Linked DNA regions of Cricetulus griseus: region 1 is linked to region 2. The links are chromatin contacts, called in public Hi-C maps. All regions are on one chromosome and are shown on one strand. Each heading gives the region's core, a stretch centred on a gene start, on an enhancer-like site or on the middle of the called end of the contact. The rest is flanking DNA. Distances are from core to core; before and after follow the strand shown. Region 1 overlaps Arsg (arylsulfatase G). Region 2 has its middle 18 kb from the start of Rgs9.

What was found. Hi-C and Micro-C count contacts between places; a contact is called where the count stands out from the background.
Region 1: a contact with region 2 is called in a Hi-C map of liver, with 3 times the contacts expected there. The contact joins two enhancer-like sites. A contact is called at or near these places in 5 of 8 Hi-C or Micro-C datasets (the CHL-YN cell line, the CHO-K1 cell line, fibroblasts and 1 more).

Annotation. Positions count from the first base shown.
Region 1 is chr7:122,428,819-122,435,295 of CriGri-PICRH-1.0, forward strand. Arsg (arylsulfatase G) reads left to right here. Exons shown (of 12, transcript XM_027425812.2): 12 at 1-873. It overlaps Wipi1 (WD repeat domain phosphoinositide-interacting protein 1), which reads right to left. Exons shown (of 13, transcript XM_027425823.1): 10 at 5,911-6,018; 11 at 5,169-5,287; 12 at 4,493-4,593; 13 at 793-1,340. The coding sequence ends at 1,293. Among named protein-coding and RNA genes, the nearest start is that of Wipi1, 35 kb to the right of the region's middle. Within about 2 kb of position 1,918, at least 1 of the 6 cell types and tissues checked has open chromatin away from gene starts, as enhancers often do.
Region 2 is chr7:122,170,699-122,177,055 of CriGri-PICRH-1.0, forward strand. No RefSeq gene overlaps it. Among named protein-coding and RNA genes, the nearest start is that of Rgs9, 18 kb to the left of the region's middle. Within about 2 kb of position 2,428, at least 1 of the 6 cell types and tissues checked has open chromatin away from gene starts, as enhancers often do.

The DNA of each region.
Region 1 (6,477 bases), core at 668-3,167, 260 kb after region 2:
CCTCTACATGCATGTTTGAGAAGCATCCAGCGCCCGTACAGTGGGCAAGGCATGATTAAGCACTAGTGGGCTGTGGAGTCTTGGCACAGGTCCAAGCCCCAGGTTTTTAGCTTGGGCAATGACTTAAATCCCAATTGCAGAGTTGATTTTGAAGGTTAACGTTAACACGTGACATTGCTGTGTATGTTCCCAGGACCAAGCAGGTCTTATTAGTTTCAGTTTCTACCTTGTCCCCAGTTTCACTGGTCCATTGGAGAGCAAACTCACTCTGACGGTCTGTAGCGCTCAGCCATCTTCAATACCCATACAAATGGTGGGGATCTTGCAAAATGCAGAATGGCCCAGAAGATCTGGACGAAGGTCTGGGAGACTACATTGTTGCTGTATTTCTTTGAGACACCTTGAATAACACAGAGCTAAAAGGAAGTTAGGTCTTCCCAGGCCCTGGAGCAGAAGAACTCATGGGCCCTCTCTCTTGTGAATGTCAAATGGGCAGACTATAAAGATTTAGGAGTTTAGGGCTGAAGAAATGGCCCATCAGTTAAGCGCACTGGATCTGGGTTCTGCTCCCAATGCCTACATGGTGGCTTAAACTGTAACACTAGCTCTAGAGGACCCATCACTCTCTTCTGGCCTCTGAGGATGCCAGACATGCACGTGGTGCATATACATACATATATGTAGGCAAAACACTCATATATTAAAAATCATCTTTTAAAATAAGATTTAAGATTTCCTCCAAGCCCCCACAACTTCCAAGAAATAAAACAAAAAACGTAAACAACTCACAAATGCATTGCCATGATTTTGTTTAATTAGTGTCCTAAATGGGACTCAAGGGTAATAAATGATTTATTCCAATCACTGCAAAAATACTTTGCCTGGCTAAAATAATTTCTCTCTCTTTATGTCTGTAATATACAAGAAACACAATTCAAAGAGATTTCCTACTAAGTACTTTCTTTTTTTTAAAACACAGCATACATTTAACAAGGATGCCCTTTTTAATATAAAATTCCGGTTATAGACCAATATGGTTAGTTAGCATTTACACTGTGGTTTGAAGGTATTTTAAATAGCATGACATGACCCCAACGTTCTCCTCACCCACCCAGTCCAGCCACGGCTGAGGGGACTGACCACGTTCTATGGCTCAGGCAGAGGCACCCGGGATTCCTGCCTCCCTTCCCTCTCTGCTCACACAACTGATTGCACTCCGTTTCTTCCACTGTCCTTGTTTTCTCCAAAACCACCCGACAGGGGGTGTCCTGACTTCTGGGGTGCGCTTCTTGTCAGGATTGCTTCGTTTTGCCCTTCTGACTTCCGCGGCACAAGATTATCTACCAAAATCAAAACAGAAGGGCCTTACTCTCCTCGGGAAGAGGCTGGGGGAGGCAGGCTGGGTTACCCACTGGTCTTTGCTGTGTGGGTCAGCAGGGGAGGCCAAATCTTTTGAAACTTTTATACATGACCACAGACTGACCCTCACACATGGCCATGGAAAAATCCACCCAACTTATGTAGGTGTGGACAACTGTGAACAGATCCTAACAATACTGTTTAGAAACTGCATGTGTCCACATGTATGCTTTGTATGTACATGTGGTGCTTTTTTCTAAAGGCTCATCCTACTTGTAAACATGGACTGCTAAAATGGCTGTAAAAAGAACACAACACGTCAGCATAGGCTCTTGGTCTGAGAAGCTGTTCTTTCTTTCACTCACTGGGTTAAGGGTAGTGTCACAGAGTACAGATTGCATGCTGGCTTGCTAATGAAGCAAAAGCTGCTGGCCTTCCTCAAAGCCTTTCCCAGGGCACCAGAGATGATAGGCTTGCTTTTCTCCTGCTGGTCTCCAAGCGAACTCAATCCCAAAGAGGAAAGTGACACTGGGAGGGAGGGCAGTGGCGGTCTACTTTGTAAAGGGAGCTAGTGATGACTCACAGGCTTAAGGCAGAGGCCCAGGGGCTGGAGGCTGACTCCACCAGTGAGCCCAATATTCCCACCAAAAAGGGAAGTGATTTTGCTAAGCTGAGACTCCACAGATCCTTTTGTAGTCTCGGAAGCTTCTAAAGAATGGTGAGAAAAAATGGGCATTCTGGGAAAGTATTTGCAAGAGGTGTGTGGTTCAGAATCAGCCAGGGAGAGGGGGCTTTCCTAGGAAGCCCAGTCCAACACTCAGGCTACAGGGGCATGACTGAGACGGCTGCACTGAACAGCAGCCCAGCAGCACTCTGGACTCTGCTCGTTGTGCCTGGAGACAGAGGAGCCTGCCTGCTGCTGACCCAGGACCTCAGCTGGAACATTGGCTCCTCTTCTCCATCGGCCTGCAGGCTGTGGAACAGTCTGGGCCTGGAGGCACCCATGACACCCAGCACCTGCAGGCACCCAGAGGCCACCACCATAGCTGGACTCTAACAGTTCAGGGAACTTGTTTACTGACAAACACTACTGGCAGGGAGAATTTGTGTATAAACTTTTTTTTTTTTTTTTTTTTTTGAGGTCATGGATGGACCCAGTGCCCATTCCCTGAGCTACCCACATCCCTAGCCTAGACAAGAATTCTAAATGCAGTTTAAGCCAACTTTCACAAATTTGCTCTTTAAGAGGAAGATGGGACAACTAGTTTGTATCCAATGTCCTAGCAGTGTTTAGGTGAGCATGCCTGCGACACATTTGAACGTTAGTAGTTTTGGGTGTGTGTGTGTGTATGGTGTGTATATGGGGGAGGCTGAGCATGGAACGCAGAGCTTCTTACATGCTAGGCCTATATACCATCATTAATCCACACCCCTCAACACAAGTTCCTAAATTAAGCATCCCTGATCCTCCTCCCCACCAGGAAAATGGCTTACTGGGGTTATTATTTTATACAGGGTTCCTTCAGCAAGAGACCACCTCCTACATGCCATTGTTCAAATTACTCTAATTCTGTAAGCACAGGAAGTTGCAAGTTCTGCTCTGATTACAGTGAAGACTAATTTGAGATGTATCAGTCTTCTACAGCAGCCTCAGATTTTTACCAAAATTGCTAAAACAGAACCAATCGAGCATCAGACCTAGGCAGACTAGGATGCTCTGGTCATGTTTGTCCCCATTGTCTGACCTAGAATGCTGTGGCTCTGGGGAGATGTAATGTCAGTTAAACAGTCAAATAACCACTAACTTTCAGAAGACATAAAATCTCCTTATAGTTCTAGGTGGCACTGTGGAAGCCCAAAGGTACCACTGGTTTAGGCAGTAGGCCAATGGCTGCCTTAAAATGCATAGTTTTTTTGTTTTGTTAAAAAAAACTACTCCTTCCTACCATTACTATATTAATGTCACTTGGTGGCAATATGTTTGTCAACTTGCTTATCCAAGTCCAAAAATGTAAATTTCAAACTGCAATCTACAAAGCCAATATGGAAGTCACATATACCTCCTATTCACACGAAAAGGGGGCCTCACCCTCTTCAGGGCCTACAGGAGCACTCCCTTCTATTCCCTAAGTCCTGATATGGCATTGTATCCATCTGAAACAATTTCAAGTTGCCTGTTGGGATTTGTTTGTTTGTTTGTTTGGGCCTTGGGTAGCCCAGGCTGGTCTTGAGCTCACTATGTAGCCAAGATGAGCCTGAATGTCTGATACTCCACTCCTGCCTCCATCTCCCAAGCACTAGAATCACAGGAGTGCACGACCACACTCAGTTTAATGTGCTGCTGGGAACTGAACCCCGGGCTTCCTACGTGGGCAAGCACTCTACGAACTGAGCCACGTCCCTAGCCACTAGTGTGTTTTCTAACGGAAATTCACAGGAGGGGTGCACACTGCTTGAAGATGTAGCAGCTAAGGAGGCCCTGACAGTCCCCAGGGTAGGGGGAGAGTCTTTCCTCCAGCCATTGGTAGAAGCCAAGTCCAGTGCTCAGCCACCCATGGTGTCTCTTACTACCAGCAAGCTGAAGTAGGTTGCTGGGAAGCCTTGCTGAAGGTGTCCAGGTGAGCTCATGCCACCCACACTGGCTTTATACATCTGGTTTCCTGGGGAGTGCCCGAAGCTCCTGGGGATGTTCAAGAGTGCAAAGCCAGAGCTGCAGGCAGGGCTCCTCCTGTAGCCAGCTCAGAGTCCCAGACATGACCTAGCCCCTTTAACTCAGTAACAAGTAACAGGCAGCATCCTACAAGGGCATTCCTAGGCACCTTGGAAAACCAGGCAGAAACCCCGACCTCACAAGCAGCAAAGGCAGTGTAGGCACAGAGGCAGAGGCAAGGAGTCTGGGCCTCTGGTGACCCAGGTTAGTATTTGGTTATGGTATTGCTATCAGGCTTCAAGCACCACACCAACTGGGGTCTGAAACTGCAAAGTGGGTGCCCTAGGACTCTGAGCATTTGAAAGAGGATTAGTGGTTAGGAGCTAGAGCACGGGGCAGTGACTTTGCCTCTTGTGGAGGCAAAGCTTGCTTTCTTCCAGGCACACAGATGGAGTAACTCTGTTAAGGGTTCCGAATGCTCACAGGGGGAAACTCATTCTCATCGTCAAGACACACTGGTCCCGTTGCAAACTCGTGTTCTGGAATAACTTCTCCTCGGAGTGCCCCACCGTCCTCAGAGTAACCTGGAAGCAAGAGTTAGAAATGAAACAGGTGGCTCCCCATGGTGGGTGGGCACTCCATGGTGGGTGCTGGAGGGCCAGGACCTGAGAAAAGGGGAAAATGGAAGCAATGGGGGATGCATCTCTGCTTTCCAAATAGAGGGTCGGCTCAGGTGATTCTAAATCCTCTCCTCAATCTAGCCCCTGAGCCCTGAGAGGCAGGCAGGTCTCATCCACTTCCCATCTGAAACTCGGGCTCTTTGGAACTCTTCAAGAAGCAAAGGGTTACTGCTTATTAACTGGTGCCTTTAGTCTCAGCACAGGGAGGCAGAGGCAGGTGGATCTTTGTGAGTTTGAGGCCAGTCTGGTCTACATCGTGAGACCCTGTCTTAAAGAAAGCAAACAAAAAGAAAGAAGGGAGGGAGGGGGAAAACAAACCTTGGGCTACACCCTCCAGTGCTAGTGACCTGAGGTTGAAGACTATTTCCAGGCCTCACAGTGAGGAAATAACACAGTGAACACGGACAGTGCTCAGCCTAAGATAACAGCATGAGGAGAAGGCAGCCCTGGGGGGGGGGACCCCACGGCCAGCCACTCACCTGGCACAGTGGAAGCTGCAGATGTGCTGGGCCTCGCTACAGTTGCTGCGTAAGATGGAGGTACCGAAGGTCTGAGGTCATTCTCTTTGTTCTCGTCTGTTGTTCCTGAGCTGAGCAAACTATTTGCAGCAATCAGAAAGGAAGAAGGATACAAGAAGTCAGCGCATCTCCAGAACACCTTCACGAGGAAAAGGGCGAGGCGGCTCGCACTTTGCTGTTTGAGAGTAAATTACAGACCTGACAGGACACTGTCAGATCAGCATGTACCCAAGTAGGTCAGCCATGCACCTTCAACATGATCCATCACTTATATGAGTAAGCGAAGCCCCGCCCTCCGCTCGTCTGGTGTTTTCAGGCCAGACATGCTCACAAGGTCTTGGGTGAGGTGCCGTGGCAGCTCAAGGTATCCAGTCCACCACTGGTCAGCCTGCACATGTCACAGAATCTTAGGAACTTTGACATATGACTCTGTGAACATTTTTGACTATTCACTGTGTTCTTCAGGGCTGTGCCAGGGGGATAGGCTAAACAGGGGACATCTCATTTGGGTTATTATGTTATGTGTCTGGGCGCTGTCCCAAAAGGAACAGACAGCAGGCAAGGGGGTAGCCAACAGACTGAGCTGAAGCAGAGCCTGCTCGGAGGCTTGCCATAGAGACTGCCGGGAGGGAGCAAGAACACTGGGGTGGGTCACTGTCCCCAACACGTTCCTGAACAGCTGTTTGGCAATTAGGATCTTCACCTGTGGGTTTTGATTAAGACACATTCCCCTCCATCCTGAGGGTCCAAATTGTAGATGTAAAGGTGTCCATCGGAGGAGGCCACTAGCAGCCGCGGCAGTTTCTGGATCCTAGGAGACAAGTGATGGATTGCTACAGATGTGGTGTCAGCTGGCAAAGCTTCACTCCCCCATTCCTGTCTCTAGCACTTCTGCCTTTGAAAAACCCTTAGCTCAGTGGCCCAGAGTTGGGACTTCTGGCCAGGCCTTTACATTCCTACCTGATCATCTACTTTCAGGATTATTTCTGGGTTTTGTATGGGATGGGACAAAATTATTGCATGTAGAAAACAGCACCTGTGGAAGGCTACTGGCAGCTTATTGGTGTCCCTAGATGGGATGAGGTCTCTATATTGTATGTGTCTCTGACTTCAAAGGTGATGGAAAATGGAACACTGTCTGGGTTTATAAACATGTGTGGTTTACTTGTACGCGCGTGAGCATGCATGCGGAGGGCGACCTGGGTTGTAGTTTCCAGGTTCTGTCCCCTTCTCTTGAGACAGAGCTTCTTACTGGCCTGGAACTCCTCGA
Region 2 (6,357 bases), core at 1,178-3,677:
AGGAAACAGGAGATTGAGAAGTTCAAGCTCAGATTCATGGTAAATTCAAGACCACCTTGGCCTGCATGAGATCCTGTCATCCAGAAAGGGAAGGAAGGAGAGGAGGCAAAGAAGGATGAAAAGATGAGACAGAGGCTTCCAGCAGAGGGAGCTTTAACAGCGAAGTTGGAGAGGTGGAGGCTACCATGCAGAAGCATAGGGAATTTTGGAGTGACTGGAAAGTGGGTATGGATGAAACAAAGCAAGAGAGCCCAATTTGGTGACGCTTTACTGTCTGTCTACCATTTGTTATTTGGTCTTTTACTTTGTCTTGCTATACACTTAATAAGCTCACTTATCTGGGACTGAAAATATGGTTATTGTGGATCCTTCTCCAGACTGTACATAATAATATGTCAAAATAATTTTCCTCCAGCTATCTTGACATCCATCCACCTAGTCGAGTTGGTACATAAGGTTAGTCATCATCACAGTACCACTTTTATTATGCCACTTTCATGAACTCTTGTCGAGCCACAGAAGGCATTATTGTGTAGAATCACCTGCTGCATGGATAGCTAAGCAAAGATGGATCCATTCTGGTTGGTTTGGGTTCTGTCCCCAGGAGCAGATGCTCGTGTGGCCTCCGCATTGCAACCTCCATGAGTGCCAGAGAGTAGGAGAGACATCATCACCCTAAGGAAGGTGAAGACTACTGTCCTTCCAGGGAATAGCTACAATCTCCCAGGTCCACTCTGAGCCTGAGACAGACTAGAGTCCTAAGCTACTGAGTGTCACAGAAAGCCAAGCTCTGAGTCAAGGCCGTGGCTTTCATCCCTTCCTGTCACTGTGGTGATGGAAATGGGTGGGAGAAAACCACAATCTGGGTAAAGGAAGGTCATGGTCAGGCTTGAGTGCTCCAACTGAAAAGTCAAAAGCAGCCACTGGCAATCTGAGGTAGAAACAAACACCTTGCTGTGTAAGGGGTGGGGGGGTGAGACAGGGATTGAAAAGTTGACTAAGTCCACGAGAGGGCCAAAGCTCTATCATGGGAGTAGTCCTCTGATGAGAGCCATCAGGAGAAGTACAATAGTTGAAAAAAGAAGAAACAGACACAACCAATTATGGATCTGCCATTCATTGCAGCATGACATTGGCGAGTTCACTAACCTGCTCCAAGTCTTGGGACATTCATCAATAAAATGAGGGATGCGGTCTGAGTAGGCTCCAAGTTCCTATCCAGCTCCTGTTCCTTCAGAGAATAGAGAAACTACCTAGTCACAGAGTAGCAGCCACAATGACAAGCCTTAAAGATGAGGTTAGCCCTAGAGCAAAGAGCAAGAGCTAGACCTGGTCTAGATCCTCTCTGCACTTCCTTGCAGGGTGGTCATGAGCACAATGCTTTTTCTGTGAGTTTCTCTCTTTAAAATTGAAGAGTGGGGTCTGGACAAATGGATCCAGGAGTAAAGTGCTTGCTGTGCAAGCATGAGGAGTTGAGTTCACCTCCTAGCTCCCATGTAAAAAGGCAGGTGCAGGAGATGAAGAGATGGCTCAGTGGTTAAGAGCACTTGTTCTTGCAGAGAACTCCAGTTCAGTCCCCAGTACCTACACAATGTTCACAACCATCTGTAAATCCAATGCCAGGAGTTCTAGTTTCTTCTTATGACTTCCAAGGGCAAAACACACGTGGCACACATAAGCATATGCAGGCAAAATACTCACACACTCCTATACAAAAATGAAACAAATTACTTTTGTTTGTTGTTGTTTGAGACAGGGTCTCACAATGTAGCTCTGACTGTCCTGAAACTAGGTATACCAAACTGACCTTGAACTCACAAAGATCTGCCTCTCTCTCTCTCTCTCTCTCTCTCTCTCTCTCTCTCTCTCTCTCTCTCTCCCTCCCTCTCTCTCTCTCTCTCTCCTAAGTGCTAGGATTAAAGGCTTGTGACACCATGCTGAGGAGTAAGTATAAAAAAATAAAAATAAATCAACAACTTTTTAAAAAGCCAGACACAGTATCATGCACCTATCATCCCAGCTCTGGGGCAGCATTGGCAGACAGATCTCTGTGGCCATCTGGCTAGTCATTCTAGCTTAAAGAGCAAGTTCCAGGAAACTAGTGAGTGGCCTTGTGTCAAAAACTAAGGTGGACCGTTCCTGAGGAATTACATCAAAGTTGTCTTCACAAACTTTTGCAAAACACACACACACACACACACACACACACACACACACACACACACACCACTGAACAATTGGAGACTAATAGCATTTTCTTTACAGAGTTGCGAAGGAGAGTGAAACACTCTGTAGAACTCTTGCCCAGAGGCTCTCACAATAGGCGCTTGATGAATGCCGGCCACTCAGATTTCATGTCCAGTCTTCCCTCCAAAAGAGTTCAAGCTACAGCTGCCAGAGCAGGCACCCCAGCCAGCAGCCTCTCTAGACCTAATTGGTACAGGACACCAAGACACAGCTGACAAATGGTACAATCAGAGGGAGCCCCTGATGCCATGCACAGGCCACCGCTCAGAGCAGCCAGACTCCCAGGCTCCAGAGCAGCTCAGGGAACAACATGTAGAAAGACATGCTAATGAGGGTCCTAGAGAAAGGGTCTTTCTCTATAAAGTGCTGAGGAAGCCAGAAGGCTGGCTGGAAGCCCCTGGCACAGTTTTGCCTGAGCAGCGTTGAACTGAATTGAGGTAGGCACCTTGGCAAGACGATGGGGCACAGATGGGGCAATCAGGGAGGTCCAGGGAAGACAGCCACAGAGTGAGAAGTCAGACACATTTCTTTAGGAAGCCATCTGCTTGGATAGTAAGTAATTTTGATTCTTTGAATACAATTTAATGCTTAATGTATATGTGCCTCATTCTGTTTGTGAAAATCTATTGGCATGTATATTTTCTTTTCTGAATAAATCTGACATTTCCACCTATTATATATATGTATATATATGATTATATATGTATTATATATGTATATATATGATTATATGTAACACATATATATATGATGTAGGAATTCTAATACATGATGTGTTGACTCCCTCGCCTTCATTCAGTAATTTCAATCAGTGCTTTTTTCAGCTTCTTTGCCCTCACCCTAAGTGAGATATGACACTGGTCCTCAATTGAGAATGCACGGAATATCAAATGGAGAAAAGAAAAAGGCATACTATTTTTTTTTATTTTTCACTTTTTATCTACTTTTTAAAAATAATTTACAAACATTTTATATATCATTCCTCCATTCCCTCTCCCTCCCATGCCCCCTACCTATCCCGGAAACCCACCCCCCACCCACTCCCCAAGGATGGTGAAGCCTTCCATGGGGGAATCAGAAAAGTCTGTCACATCATTTGGGGGAGGGCGTAGGTCCTCCTCCGTGTATCTGGAGTGAAATAGTATCACTCCATAGGGAAAGGGCACACTATTTGTATAAAATATAATTTTCTGCTGGTTTCATAAAGCAATAAGCAACAGCCTTCAAAATAATTTCTTAGTCACAGATCTTCACAATGAAAGTGTGTGACCCTAGTCAGAGACATGGAAATGCAGGAAGGAATGAAAGTGCCAGGAAGGGCAAATCTAAGCATGACGCTGGCTGATGAGCATGGCATCAAGCCAAGAGTTATAACACCTTGTAGAGTTTAATATAGGTATAGAAGCAGGACCATGTGACAGCCGCACAGATGAAAAATGTTCAAGTCTTCTACAGTTTTAGCAATACCGAGAAACTTACCAATGTGATCTTACATTCGTCAGAAATAAGTAAATAAGTCAACATTGCTGTAACGGTGGGAAGGAGAAACACCCCGTAGGCTCAGGTCCTGGAGCACTTGGTCCCCAGTTGGTGGCGCTGTTTGGTGGTTTAGGAGGTACAGCCTTGCTGGAAGAAGTACATCACTGGGGGTGGCTTTGAGAGCTTATAGCCTGGCCTCACTTCATCGTGATCTGTCTGGTTTATGCGTGTGCTTGAAGAAGTGAGCGCTCAGCTCCAGCCACCATGCCAGCCTTCCTGCTGCCTGCTGCCTGCCTCCCTGCCTGCTGCCTGCTGCCTGCTGCCTGCTGCCTGCTGCCTGCTGCCTGTTGCCTCCCTGCCTGCTGCCTGCTGCCTGCTGCCTGCTGCCTGCCTGCCTGCCTACCATGCCTCCCTGCCTGTTCTCTGCCTATCATGCCTCCCTGCCATAATGGGCTCTGATCCCTCTGGAACCATATGTCAAAATAAAATCTTTCTTCTGTAAGTAGGTTTTGGTCATGGTGTTTTATCACAGCCACAGAAAAGTAACTAATGCAATTACATAGTGTCTAATTGCCAAGATAATGCCTAAAGGAAAATAATGCATAATGAAAAATGAGTAAGAAAAAGAATAAAACAGTAGGAAATGATGACTCAAAAGAAAGGAAGAAAAACTAGAATAAAATAAGTAGATGAAAAAGAAAATACATTAACTGTCAACTGTAGTCTTTTTTTTTTTTATTTTATTCCTTGGTGGCCCACCACCAGCTCCCAAATAAATGCATAGACTTATTCTTATTTATGCATGCCAGGCTTTAGCTTGGCTTGTTTCTAGCCAGCTTTTCTCAGTAATGACAACCGGCAGGACTGAGGTGAGAAAGCAATCAGTCTGGCTCTAGGATTCATATCCCCTGACCATTCTGTCACTGCACACACATAAGCAACCATAAAGGTTAGTATTAAGTGTCAAATGAACCTAAGTTACATACGCTGCATAAGCCCAAAGGGAAGGAATTAATCTTCACTAGGGAGGGGCTGGTTCTGGGAGACTTTAAGAAGAGTAGCATTCAGGGCCTGGAGGGATAGCTCAGCAGTTAAGAGCACTTGCTTCTCTCGCAGAGGATCTAGCTTTGGTTCCTAGCAACCACATCGGGGGCTCACATCTACCTGCAATTTCAGTTCCGAGGGATTTGATGCCCTCTTCAGCCTCCACTGACACCTGCATGTGTATGGTGTACATAAACACATGCAGACACACATAAATAATAAGTATTTAAAAAGGAAGGGGGGAGGGAGTGGGAGGGAACATTTAAGAGGTCCTTAAAAGGAGAAAGGTTTTCTCTATTTGTCTTTGGGTTTGTTTGAGACAGGTTCTTTCTGTGTAACCCAGACTGTCCTGGAACACACTCTGAAGCCCATTGTGAGCCAGCCTCAAACTCACGGCCCTCCTGCTTCAGCCTCCCAAGTGCTGGCATTTCAGGTTTGCACCCCATATCCCACTAAAGATGGAAATTTTAACTGGAAGAAAGTGAGAGTCTTAGTCAGGACATATTGGGTCACACTGTGGTAACACAGTTGAATCCCACAAAGGTTAATTTCCCTTTCCAAGTGCTAATCAAGTTCAGCAACATCCAGGTCCCTCCCTGGGTGTCACACATGACTCAGTCATTCAGGCCACTACCATCAGTGGTCCCTCATTCTTGTGTGTACTTCTGACTGAAGTGCTAGGGAGAGGGAGAAATATGGAGAATTTGCCCGTCAAGGCATGAGCCTGGAAACACACACACACACACACACACACACACACACACACACACACACACACGCACACACCTCTACCTTCTGCTAATGGCCCATCTATTCTAAGAGAGCATGTGGAGTGTTTGGTGAGAATGTTCAGCCTCTGCTGATGTGGAAAGGGTCCTTCTAAACCAGAGAGGACATCACACTCTAAGGCATGAAGGGATAGCAGTGCGTGGTGTGCACGACAGGATTCGGTTTTGTTCCACAGGCAACTGGAAGCCGAGGAGGAGGGCGGTTGGACCTTTATAATCTGCCTCTTGGTGGTGGTAGTTTTTGTCATTTGTTTTATTTTTGAACATCGAGACAGGATCTCAGAAACCCCAGGCTGGCCTTGAACTTGCTGTAGCCAAGGATGACCTTGAACATCTGACCTCCCTACTTCCACTTCCCAGGTGTTGGGAATACAGGTGTGCACCAGTGTGCACCTGCATGCTCCAGCCTGCTCATCTATGTGGTGCTGGAGATGAAACCCAGGGCCTCGTGCATACTATGCAAGCATTCTACCAAGTAAGATACATCCCCAGACCATTATTTACCTTGTTTTAGAAGATTCTAGAAGGTAACAAAAGGAAGGTGTGCAGAAGTGGCAAGCCAGGGCAGGTTATAGCAACAACCCACCTAGAAAGCACTGGAAACAGGTGAGTGAGGCTGGTGTCTAGGGGTTTGAATTATGGGAGTGCTCTTAGACTCGAGGACCAGACATAATTTCGGAAAGCAAGAGAGCAGGACTTGGAGATTTACTGCCCCCCTGACAAGCAGACATTGGTAGCAGCAGCCAAAGCAGGTTTTGCAAGAGAAATAGGCTGTTTGGGAAGAACTAGCACTGTGTGC